2 separate regions of the Xenopus laevis genome follow, and region 1 is linked to region 2. The links are chromatin contacts, called in public Hi-C maps. All regions are on one chromosome and are shown on one strand. Each heading gives the region's core, a stretch centred on a gene start, on an enhancer-like site or on the middle of the called end of the contact. The rest is flanking DNA. Distances are from core to core; before and after follow the strand shown. Region 1 holds the start of ifrd2.L (interferon-related developmental regulator 2 L homeolog). Region 2 has its middle 36 kb from the start of LOC108714595.

What was found. Hi-C and Micro-C count contacts between places; a contact is called where the count stands out from the background.
Region 1: a Hi-C map of the XTC cell line shows a contact between it and region 2, with 3 times the contacts expected there. The contact joins the promoter of ifrd2.L here to the enhancer-like site in region 2. A contact is called at or near these places in 2 of 4 Hi-C or Micro-C datasets (the XL177 cell line and the XTC cell line).

The regions. Positions count from the first base shown.
Region 1 is chr4L:125,969,502-125,976,630 of Xenopus_laevis_v10.1, forward strand. It overlaps ifrd2.L (interferon-related developmental regulator 2 L homeolog), which reads left to right and starts at 3,859. Exons shown (of 12, transcript NM_001096772.1): 1 at 3,859-3,953. The coding sequence starts at 3,899.
Region 2 is chr4L:125,791,484-125,797,796 of Xenopus_laevis_v10.1, forward strand. No RefSeq gene overlaps it. Among protein-coding and RNA genes, the nearest start is that of LOC108714595, 36 kb to the right of the region's middle. Within about 2 kb of position 3,753, at least 1 of the 7 cell types and tissues checked has an H3K27ac peak or open chromatin away from gene starts, as enhancers often do.

The sequences.
Region 1 (7,129 bases), core at 2,609-5,108, 180 kb after region 2:
CTAAGAGACTGGGATATGAGTAGGAGAGGCCTGAAGAGAAAGAGGAGTAATAAAAAGTAGAAATAGCAATAAATGTGTAGCTTCACAGAGCATTTGCTTTATAGATGGGTTCAGTGATCCCTGTTCAAAAGCTGGAAAGAATCAGAAGAAGAAGGCAAATAATTCAAAAACTATAAGAAATAAAAAATGAATGAATGAGCTATTCTATAACATACTAAAAGTTAACTTAAAGGTGAACCACCACTTTAACAGGATAAATGACATGATAATATAACAGCAATGATGAGCAGGACCTGAAGGAAGGTTACCAACTGTCTGTCTGGTCCCCTTTAGTAAGACAGGACCCCCTTGTGCTATTCACTGATGACCTTTTATTCACCAAAGCCCTTGGGCTTTCTTTGGTGTCACCTGCAGCCTACAAAATCCAGTGCAGTGCAGTCCAGGATTAGATATCACAAACTCCAGGAGCTAGTAAAGGGCTTCAGTGGGAATGAACAGAAACAGATGCCAGCTTGCGTGCCAAGATAAATCAATCATGCTGATATAAATGTGCCTTGTTTCCAAAATGCTGATGTGGCACTTGGGAGAGTGACGTGGCACATGTTGTCCGTGATGTGGCATTTACACACACTAAAGAGTCAGCACCACCAAATACCACTTCCCTATACATTTGCAGAAAATGTTCTTGTTTAGCTAGCCCCTTGATGGTTCTGTAATGATGTAGTTTGTAGCAATAATAAACTGTCCCAAAAGTTTATTTCTTTTGACCCCTTGCTCCTGGAAAAGCTGTAATTCTTATTGGAACTGGGTTGCCACAAATCATACAACTCCCTAAATATAACCAGGATTGTTGTTGTAATGTTCTATATGTGCCATTCGATACACTGCTGCATTTTTTATTAATCATTATCCAGTGTAGCTTGTGTTTTTCTAGTTCGATATTAACTGAGGGCTCTAGCCATTGTTTGCTTTGCTGCCATACAAATACACATACACAGCTTGCGAGGTCCCAGTGCAGGTCCAGTGGGAAAAAGTTCCCATTAGATCCTAGAATGCCTGCCTTTGCTTTTCCAATGCCTCATCACCAGGCATAACATCATCATACCTCCCATGGTTTGAGCTGCCATCTGCCTGTTTTTTTCTGGCCTAGTTGGTAAAAATGATGCCCAATGCACTACCCATTAGTATTTATCTATGTTGGCACAAGTGCTTGGAGCGCTCAGGGGCACAGAATTGCTTCATTGCTATTGGGATGTACAAGCTGTGTTCTACCTTACGCCCCCTGATTTACCTTGCATCACCTGATTACATTATGTAAATCTCTGTGACATACAAAGATGGTACAGGTATGGGATCCGTTATCTGGAAACCCGTTATCCAGAAAGGAATGGACATCTCCCATAGACTCCATTATAATCAAATAATCCATTATAATCAAATAATCTAAATTTTCAAAAATGATTCCCTTTTTCTCTGTAATAATAAAACACTACCAAACTAAAATATAAATAATCTGTATTGGAAGCAGAACCAGCCTATTGGGATTTATTTAATGTTTACATGATTTTCTAGTAGATTTAAGGTATGAAGATCCAAATTACAGAAAGATCCGTTATCCAGAAAACCACAGGTCCTGAGTATTCTTGATAACAGGTCCGATACCTGTATATGTTTAATGGTGTTTTTATCTTGCTATATAATAGGTTCTCAAATTGTGAAACTGTCCTCACTTCCCGCAGTAATGGAGTCAAAACTGCAGGTAGGATTGAGGCCCAGTTTGGATACCAGTCATGATCAAATTTGGGGTGACCACTGTTTTGCTGTTTTGGATACTCTTCCAAAACTATAGAATAGTTTTTTAATGACAATATTTTATGTATTACTAACCACGAGCAAAGGGAGGCCTAAACAAATATTAAGTCGAGTGATTTCGGTTGAAGCCAAAATACCAGAATAACTGCAACATGAGAGAGTCAGCGCAAGACCCTACTCCAGGAGTGTTTTTGGCACGATCTGACGCGCTGCGTAAAAACGCAGGGTCAAGTCAGATGCAACGGAAATAAGGTAAGTAATCGCCTTGTCGGATGGTGTCGCAGCATTGATCTGCCGCGACACGGCTGTCGGATGCAGACTCAGCGTGCAGCGTCTGCATCCGACAGTCGTGTCGCATCAGATCAACCATGCAACACCATCCGACAATGTATTTACTTACCTTATTTCTGTCACATCCGACTTGACGCCTGCATTTTTGCGCATTGCTTCGGATCGCGCCAAAAATGCTCGTGGAGTCCTACCCTTAAGCATTCACATTTCATGTAGCTGTGGCTGTTCTGGGCTCTCTGCTGAAAGCCAATTAAGTTAGAAACATTATTTCTTTTTCTGGCTGTTCAGTGCAGAGAAAATAGAGACTTTCCAGTACAAACGAGGGACTGCGGGTTGAGCAGTCAAAAGAGGGACTGTCCCTCTGAAAACGGGACAGTTGAGAGGTATGAGATCATAATGGGACAACATCACTAAAAGTAGACCTCACATTAGTAAAGTATGGGCCCTCCTGGGCTAAATGGAGCCAAAAAGCCCTTTACATGTAAAACATGCAGCATAAGGCCTTCTGAAAACAAAAGGTATTAACTTGTCTTGTGCCATATACATAGCACTGCCTTAATACCAAAAATGAGCGTTTAACATAAGACATTATGCAAATCACTCCTTTATGCAGTGTCGGACTGGGATGCCAGAGGCCCACCAGAAAACCTTAGACCGTGGGCCCACTTTCCAAACTATTATTCCTCCTCTCCTCACTCAGCCTCTTTATTCTCCTAGTCTTTTATATATCCTTATTTTATTTGTCCATTATTAAGGATTTTTTCCCATAAAGAAATAAGGAATGACCATGAAATTGGCCACATAGTTAGAAGCAAAAGGGCCCAGTAACACCTGGGCCCATCGGGAGTTTTCCCCAGTGGGCCAGTCCGACGCTGCCTTTATGTCCCTATGGCCAAATATGCTGGTTTTATAGCACAGATACAGCCTAATAGTTCAGAGCCATTTATCCAAACTTGCAGAAACATATGTTAGGTACACAGAGCCCCTGATGATAAACAGACATTGTTTAGGGAGATACTTCATTGGGGTGAGGGAGGGATCCTATTCAACAACTTTTTCAGCATATCTTATAGGGCCCTGACCAAACGACGAGGTCTTTACATGCGCCCAACATAAAATAGGCATACTTCTGTGCAATTTGACCTGGACTACAGCTCCCAGCATGCTTTATGCCTTGAGTGTAGTTTAGAAACGTTAACAATGGTTGAGCAAGTCATTAGATAAAAAGGTAAACAATATTGAAGAACCATGCAATGTATAGTTCTAAATAATAAAGGGAAAGGGTAATAGTCTTTATAGGAACTATTTTTTAGTTGTGTTTCTCTGTGTATAAACGTGTGAGGGTTAACAGACTTGCGGAGGTTTGGCTGTATAATAATATAAAGCGTTAAAGTTCAGGCACTTAATTAAAATAAATCTTTATTTCTTGTAGTTGCGGTAGTCTCGTTAAACGTAATCTCTCGAGCCTACTAGCATCCCAGCTCCATTGACTAAATAACTCCTGCTATAATAACAGATGACGACCATCCTCAAAGTAGAAGCTGCGTAACAACCTGCTACGTCTTGAGCATATTTTTGGCCACGACTTCAGGGCCGCGTTTCTATTATAAACACTGCCCCAGAATGCTTTGCGTTAACTTGTTGCCTGGCTCTATGCCCACTGCATGTCGGAACTTGTAGTTTATTACGAGTCGGAAACCAGCCGGCTGGTTAGTCCCAGAGACTTCACTTCCCAGGATTCAACAGTTTTGTACGCCTGACCTCTCAAGATACACGCTGACAGGAGCTCACAACCATGCCTAGGGCCCGGAGAGGGAACCAGTCTGCCAAGAAGGGCAGCGGCAATCGCGGTAAGATAGTGGGGAGTGGAGGACTGGATGCGGCTCTGTGGGGATTGATTAATAAAGAATCACAATTTTGAGGCTACGGAAAAGCCGTTTTCAGGAGTTTTAGCCAAGAAACGCTACAATATGGAGGGAGCGGCCCTACTGCTGGGGGTAGAAAAACCGGCTTAAAGTAGTGGAACAACGTGTAGACTCTAGAGCAACAGGCTAGGTTGTGTGTGGGCTGCAGACTGTGAACGTGGACAGGAAGGGGGGGATTAGTTGCAGCTGTAAATGAATTGTGTCTTAACTGCTCCAGGATGCTGCTGGGATTTGTAGTTCGGGGGGTGAACCACGTGCTTGTGATCTTTATGTGCTGATGATCCTGCCTAAGCCTATTGGATCTCTCTACATTATATATAATCTCCCTGCTACTTATGTAATTATTGTTGAATGAGTTCACACGGACGACTTTTGTTTGTAGCTGCAACTTTCTCCCCCAGAAATGTTTATCCCTCCCTCTCATCTGTGGGTGTGATGTTCTTGTCTGGATCTATTGGGCTCTACTCACACATGAGAGTCCCTAGCAGCAGGCTGAGTGCAACATAATAAAGTCTGGGAATTCAGCAAAGTTGTTGCCAGTGTGACCCAGTCCCTTGCCATGCTGCCTGCATTACTTTTGTTATGGTCACTTCCTCTCCCTCCAACCCCCCAACCTTTAGTATTGTGAAAGCCTATATTTATCCTTCCCTCCTCCTGGTATGCACCTTCCCCCATTGCTCTGCTACTGCCCCGCAGGCTCCCTGAGGCACGAGCTGCTGCAACTGAAGGTTTCGGACAGGCTGAACCAGCTGAAAGGTACATAGTGTGCCACCCTCATAGCACGTCCCCACTTCATTAGTCCTGTGCTCCCGAATTCCACCTCCACCCTGTCATCTCGGCTTCTCATCTCATTACCATTGCAATGTAACTTGCTTTCTTTCCATTCCCTCTGATAGTGCTCAGTTTACCCAGTAAGGCTTGTGTGTTTGACGTTAAATTGGCACATTCTGAGCAAGTAACGGGCTTGCTGCCATCTTGTGCTTGCATGCCACTGAAGGTGCCCATAGACGTAATGATTACAATCTTTCTCGGAAAAGATATTTCCAAGAAAGATAGTTCGTTTCAATACTCACATATACAGCTGAATCGTCAGATATACAGGTAGATATACAGATAGAAACAATAGAATTCTACCTGTATCTGACGATTCAGCACTAACAATGGGCAAAGTTTGGGAGCCTTCAAAGGCACCTAATCAAAATTTTCCGTCCAGCCCGATCGACGAGCAGACCGATATCCAAGTCCTCTGCCGACATCAGTCGGCCCTTTTCCCACCATACACGCTCCGAATATCGTACGAAAATGTGTTTCGTACAATATTATCTGTGCGTCTATGGCCACCTTTATACCTGTTGGTATCTTGTCTCTGGCTTTGCATGCAACTGTGACTTGAGTATTTACCTACAAGCAGAAGCACAGTGATAGGCTTTGTGCTCACTTATACTTCACATAAAATATTGCAACCTAAATAAAATTACTCAAGAGCAGCATTTGGTGCTGTACACAGCAGTGGCACTAGCATTAAAGGGGTTGTTCACCTTTAAATTAACTCTTAGTTCGATGTAGAGAGGGATATTCTGATACAATTTGCAGTTGGTTTTCATTTTTTATTATCTGCAGTTTTTGAGTTATTTAGCTTTTTATTCAGCAGCTCCCCAGTTTGGAATTTCAGCAATATGGTTGCTAGGGTTCAAATCACCACAGCAACCATGCACTGATTTGAACGAGATACTGGAATATGTATAGGAGAGGCCTGAATAGAAAGATGAGTAATAAAAGTAGCAATAACATTACATTTTAAAGCATTACAAGGAATTTTAAAGGGTTTGTTCACACCACTAGTATAATGTAGAAAGTTATATTCTGAGACAATTTGCAATTGGTTTTCATTTTTTATTATTTGTAGTTTTGAGTTATTTAGCTTTTTATTCAGCAGCTCTCTACTTTTTTTTAGCAATATGGTTCTCGGGGTCCAAATTACCCTAGCAACCAGGCACTGATTTGAATAAGAGACTCAAATTCGAATAAGAGAGGCCTGGATAGAAAGATGAGTAATAAAAAGTCTGTACTTTTACATTTCATGTGTTTTTAGATGGGGTCAATGACCCCCATTTCAAAGCTGGAAGAAATCGGAAAAACCAATTGAAAATTTTGTGTTCTATAACATGCCAAAAGTTAACTTAAAGGACCACCCCTTTAAAGGTGATTTCTGTTGTACAGATGCAGCTAGTCAGAAGTCACGTTCAGTTTTAATATGAGTGTTGGTCCAACTGAAGTTGCGTCAGTGTCCCCAACATCTGATGTATCGGACCTGGGGTGCAGGAAAGTGTGTGCCTGAAATAGGGGTGCACTGAATAAAGAACTTCAGGATTCAGCTGAATAATAATGAATCATCAGTTTTCAGCTAAATACTAAACACAATCCAAACTCTCAAACCTCTCTGCCTCAAACACTTGTATAATAGCTTTATTTGAAATTGGGAGGCGCTACACAGTTTTTAATAATTTCCTGATTGTGATTGGGTGCCTTTAACCTTTTGTTTTGAGTTTCCCGTTTGTTTAGCATGAAAAGAGGATTCAAGTCTTTGACTATATGGGTTAAATGTCCCTTTTTCATTTTTTTCCAGTGGACCTTCACCTCAATAGCTAGTGTAGCAGGGTCCTGTCTCTGCCCCCACTCCCCCCCCCCATACTGGTAAGTAGTATGAGGGGCTGCATAAGATAGGGAGGCAATTATTCCTTAATTTGTTTTTAATTTTAGGGCAATCAATCTGCTGATACCCTCGCTAGGGTTGAAGTGAAATCACATACGTATATCTGCCCCTTTGTCCACTATAAATAATCACACCTTATCCACACCTTTTAATTCCAACAGGTTTCTTCATCTTCCACCATTTGCAATGTTCACACAGACATGAGCCAGGGATGCAGTTAGATGATCATACGGGGTGAATGGTCAAAGGGGTTGTTGACCTTTGAATTAACCTTTAGTATGCTGTAGTGAGTAAGCTTTTTATTCAGCAGCTCTCCAGTTTGCAGTTTCAGCAGTTTGGTTACTAGGGTCCAAATGACCCTAGCAACCATGCATTGATTTGAACAAGA
Region 2 (6,313 bases), core at 2,503-5,002:
GCTTTATGTATATGAATGTGTCTATCTACCATCTCTAGAGTGTTGCGTGGAACCAATTAGTTAATCCCGACCCCCAACCCGCATACTTACCCGCTTGGACTTGCTACCCGACCCGCAAGTACCTTATCCGCGACCCGCTGACCATCAAGAAACAGGAAGTGCTGTCATCGTAAACCAGAAGTGACATCATTGGAAGTATGCGTGATCAGAAAAAAAGGAGTGAAACTCGCTATTGAGAAGACCCATGACCCGAACCACGACCCGCAAACCTGGAGAACCACCGACCTGCATCTATACCCACTCCCCAAACTTTTACCTGCAACTCGCATGGTTTTGTGGGTACCCCACCCGCTGCAGGACTCTACCTCCAGGTACTACAAATGTTACCCATAATGCAAAAACATAGGGCAGGTTATTTGGCACTTGATTAAACTGACCATTGAGTGTGTATGTAATAGAGACTTTAGATTGTAAGCTCCACTGGGGCAGTATAACCTCTGTAATGTACTGTGGAATATGTTTCTGCTATGTACCCTCCCATTTAGAATGTAAGCCCTACGGGGTAGGGTCCTCCATCCTTTTGTCTCCTTGACACTGAGCACTTAATCTGTATTGTAATTATATTTTATATTTATGTGAATTGTATTTCTAATAATGCACTTATTGTTACTTATTAATGCAGTGACCTCTTGTTTGTTACTACCAATTTATTGTTTTGCTGTACAGTGCTTTGCACATACATATCAATAAGGAACAATAATATAAATGATGAGACTAACATACCGCTGCCAGTAATAGTGCACTGCATGTGGGAATGATAGATTGCTGTAGGCAATTGCTCTGAGTGTGTGGGGCTGAAATAATAATGGTGGCAATGTATTGTCTGTGGGGCAGATACGCTGATGGAGGCAATTACTTACCACTTGTTCAACAGCTTGAAATAAAAACTGTGTCTCAAAAACGGTAAGTAAATGTCCTTCAGGTAATAAGCATGGGGATTCTGAAGTTTGTTCTACCCTCAGGACTTAAGGTGGCCATACACGGGCCGATAAAAGCTGCCGACAGACCGAGTCGGCAGCTTATTGGCCGTGTATGGGGCCCCCCGACGGGCTTCCCTGATCGAGATCTGGCCGAAAGTCGGGCAGATCTCGATCGGATGGGACTAAAAATCCCTTCGGATCGTGGAAACATCTGTTCGTTGATGCGGTCCCGCGATCCGACCGCCCGTTCCCATTTGTTAGGATCCGATCATTGGGCCCTAGGGCCCACGATCGGATCAGCCCGATATTGCCCACCTCAAGGTGGCCACATCGGAGAGAGATCCGCTCGTTTGGTGACATCGTCAAACGAGCGGATCTCTCCGTGTATGGCCACCTTAGTTAGTGACACCAATGACACTGTGATCCCAAAAACAACAGCCAGACATACCAGCACTGAGAGTCCCAGTAATCTCCAGAATAAATGACACTGTAACCCCCAGCAACGTGCCAACATCTACTGTAACAGCACCATGACAACCAACAGAAAACGGCAATGCAGCCAAATAGCTGCTCAAATACCAAACTGGAGAGCTGCCAAACAAAAACCACAAAAAATTAAGAACGAATGAAGATCAGTTACTAATTGTCTTAGAATAGCAATGTCTATATCATACGAAAACATAATTTAAAGGTGAACTGTCCCTTTAAATACACCTTCCTGAAAACATGAAGGATACTGAAGTCACAGTTAGATACTATCACCAACTGTTTAGATAATCTCTGCTCTACTTTCTCAAGACCCAGAGATTAGTGTGGGGTGTGTCGTCAGCTTCGCTCCAAACACAACATTTATTATTCAGCCGGTGAGGGAATTGGGATGGCACTGGGCCGCTCTGTAACACAGCTGTTTGCTCATTTCAAGAGTTGCCAATTCAAACCACTGCAGGGGGCACTGTGTGTGCACAAGTCAAATCTCCAGGAAGTTCTTGCAAAAAGCAGAAGGGAAGATCTGGGAGTGGAAAATAGATTGCAAAGAAATGCCCTGAAAAATTGAAGAAGACCAACACAATAAAGCTCATGTATGCAGCCAGGAAGAATCTTAAAAGAATCCATACAGTGAAAGTCTCTTTCTGGGAAAAAATAAGGGCGATCCAGCAGCACAGGACAAAGAAAGCCATGTATAATTGTGCAGCATCCAGAGTGAATGGTATACATGGGGTGAATGTGATAGGACAGATGCACAGTTGGGTAAGGGACAGGGCAGGGGATAGGGTTGCCACCTGGCCTGTAAAAATGATGGCTGATTCCAATGTTATTAATAGGGAAAAAAGATAAATATATAGGAAGGCTGGTATTTCTTTCCAGAAAAGGTGGCAACCCTAGCAAGGGATAGGGGAATAGATGTGATATGAATGTCCACTGTTTGTGCCAAAGGGATGTGGCTGAAGATGATGAAGGGGTTAAAGGACAGGGAAGGAGAGGTAAATGGTTAAAGGAAAGGGAAAAAGATGAGGCAGCAAAGCCTTGAAAAGAAAAGCTAGGGATAAGATGATTTGTCTGGGTGGCCCTGAAAAAATGGAAAAAGCAAATGGGAACACAGAGAGTGTCTGACTTATAGTCCACAGGCCTTTTCCATCTACTTGGACCAAGGCTGCCATCAGAAGGCTACATGAGCCCCAAAGCAGAAGGGGCCCCAAAAGACATAAATGTGTGTTTTACAGGTCATGACAGGGGCAGGGCTTTGGGAGAGTGGGTGTGGATCTGGAGGGCTGATGGGTTGGGTTTGGGTGGATTGCGGTTAGGTTTTAGTATAATGGTGTGGCTGGGTGGATCAGGGCATATCTATGGATCAGGGCATATCTGTGATCCTTTTTTTTCATTCAGGCCACATTCTACTTGTTAACAGGAATCTCCTCCATGGGGCCCAGTTTATAATATGTAAATAAATGCTAACTTAGTAGTATGGGGCCCTGTGATTCCATGTGCACAATAGTCTTCCATGATTCAGAGCAGAAATGGTTTATTGTAGGTCGGGAGGATTTGGCCTGACTCCCTGACTACACGAGCAGGTGCCACAGGCAAAACTACAGGCTATGATCCAAACAAGTCACTACTCATCCGGCTTACACATTCCCCTGCTTCCCTAACCTTCTAGCTTTTCTCACATCTTTCCTAACCAGAAGAATATCAGACCAGCCCTCTTTCCTTTCTCCTGACAATTTTCTCTACTACTTAGTGGTCAGAATGGTCAGAAACTGACCAGCAGGTGGTGCTGTTGTAACAAAATTAGAAAATGAATTTATATTACCAGCCCATGTATCCCTTAATATCTTTGAATTATAAAAAATAAAGACTCTAAATTGTAAAAGTGCTTAGAATAACACAATTTTACATTCACTTTTTTTAAAAGTTCATTATCCTTTAACATACAGATTACATACAAAAAAATAACAACTGATAACTGAGGCAAGAGGTATAGAGGGCCCTTCCCAATAATTAATATATTTATGTATAAATATACAGACATGAAGTGCTGTGTAGTAAGAGACACAGTAGGAAGGAGGTCACTGCCCATAGAGTTTTATTGCACATGTTCTAATCTAAGCCCAGGGCACCCCCTGCATGAAAGTGTTGTAAAGTAATATCATGTACTGCAGCAGGCCGAGTAGGAGTCGCTATGCGCCAGGCCGAGTAGGAGTCGCTATGCGCCAGGCCAAGTAGGAGTCGCTATGCGCCAGGCCGAGTAGGAGTCGCTATGCGCCAGGCTCTCTATAGATTTTCTTGCAGGGAGCCTGGTGCCAACTACTAGCCACTGCTGAGGGCCATGGTAATAATACAGAGACTTTTGGGAAAAGGTGGGTAGTGAGGACTTAGATAAACTCAGATATGGAGAATTATGTTAATGAAGAGCAAAAGACTAAAAGGGAAGCAGTATCAGCCTCAGGGGCAAAGGCAGCACAATCAAACAAGCAGAGCAGGGTGGGGAAGAAGGATCCTTTTAAAAGAGAAGGAAAGTTATTTGCCACTTTGGGGTGCCAAAAGTTAGGCACCCCAAGTGATTGTTAGAGCAAAACAGGAGCAAAACAGGAGTTCTGTTTTTAGCATCCCTTGGCGCTCGTGTCTTGTGCACCCTGAATCATATTAAGGAAGGGGCAACCCAGGACCATGTGCCAACATGTTGTATGCAGCAGTTTGAACCTGGCCCACCCACCTTATATCTTTTTCAGACATAACATAAACCAGTTTTTTACTGAACAGTGACACTTCATAAAATATTACAGATATTCTTTTCAGGTACGAGCAAACATCCAGACAAACAGGCTCATTTACTAAGACGGGTAAATTTGCCCCCAAGCACTAAGGGCTGTGGCACATGGGAAGATTTGTCACCCACATGTTCAGCGGCGGGCAATAAATCTCCCAAAAACACCTCTCCATTGCCAATAATTGAAATAGTTGGCAGTATGCCTAACTTATTGCAAAATCACCCGAAGTTGCCTCTGGTGGCTGTCATTGTTCTACCTAAGAGCACAAAGCTTACTACTGACTGGTAGGGTTGCCACCTGGCCGGTATTTTACTGGCCTGGCCGGTAAAAATGATGGCTGATCCCAATGTTATTAATAGGGAAAAAAGATAAATATATAGGAAGACCAGTATTTTTTTCCGGAAAAGGTGGCAACTCTACTGACTGGTTGCTACAAATTACTGCTGCTCGGGTGTAAATTTAGTATCTCTTCACTTTATAAGTTCCTCTGATCCTGTCCTCTGATTCTGTTCCTTACAGTAGTTTAAATAGCAAACGGACCAGCAAATAGATTGAATCTAATATCTTTCTAGACTGCTACTAAAATACTCATCCTCTTTTTCACTATTCCTGATTTGTACAGAATCTGTATGACTTGTACCAAAGCTGTATACTCAGACCACTGGGTGGCAGCAACATTCTGCTGTGGGTTGGCAGCCAGTTAGTCCAACTACAATTGTCCTGGAATAATCTGAACCTCTCACTTAGAATTAATTTTGCATTTTTGCAAAGTCCATACAAATCTATCCCCCATTTAAAGCATTTCTCCCAGAGAATTAGGATACGGTTGCTATTTTAGAAATTAGTCCCCTTTGCAGCTCTCTGCATAATGACCAGCAGATGAATGTGTTAGTATAGCCGTCATGGTTTCTAAACAAATAATCTTCTCCTTCCTTTTTTCCACTGCACTATATCATGCAAATTGCAGCTGAACCATTCGGCTGCCAACCCTATGCTTATACCATCTCCAGCTGGTAGCGTGGTTACTGTAGCACGTAACATAATTGTGGGCTATATTTTACACAGTGTTGTGTTTCATTGTTAGAGCCAAACAACAATGAATAGCCGAATATATTCAAAATGAGACAATCGTTTAAAATGCAGGAGATTAAAATCTGCCACACCGGTCTCCTAAAAAACGACCATCTTTGTTCCTGCAACTGCCATATTCTGCTTCAGTAAATGGTAAGCAGAGGGCTCATTTACTGTACAACATGAGATCAAGGTGCAAAGAGTGACAGAATACACACAAAATGCTGTGATTTAGCCTACAATGCAATACCTCCTAGTTGTGCCTGCTGTACAGTCTGATGGGTTTTGATGTTTTTTTCTAATTTGGAAGTAATGCCAAGCAGGCCTGGGGCTGATGTAAGATGCCACTGACACTCAGTATTTATTGGGCCGGTGGGATGCTGTTTGGGCCTCTGTATACTGAAATGCAAAGGCATATATTGAATCCCAGTACTGCCCTTTAAACACAATAGGTGCAAAAAGCATCTTGATAAATATGAAAAGCCAACTAATGACTATATTTTAATTGACTTTCAGGTTTTTTAAACAAATCACCTTACAAAAAGAGGGTATTGATTATTTCTTTCTTTTCAGCAAAATGTCATACTAAACTGGCATGTGCCCAAAGTCAGCATCATGATGGCTTTATATATTATATGTGACTTTTTCACGCCATACAACAGTTTTGTGGTTTCAGTGGCGTAACTAGATGTTACAGGGCCCCACAAAAAATACATTTTAGGGCCGACAACATATACAGAAGATGTCCTGTTTTACCGATATATGTTGAAATTGCTCATTAATTAGGGCCTCATGGGGCCCCCTGCAGCCACAGGGTCTGCTTCCTCTGTAGTTACGCCCTGACAGTAATGTGTATTAGATGTTCCTGTCTAGTGCCTGCATCCAAAGGAAATTAATTTAGCTCTATCTTGTGCCAATTTCTTGGGACTTGCAACCTAAACATAAGGAGAGATTGGGGCCAGACACATTTGTGTTCTGCCTTAGCAACTAAGCATC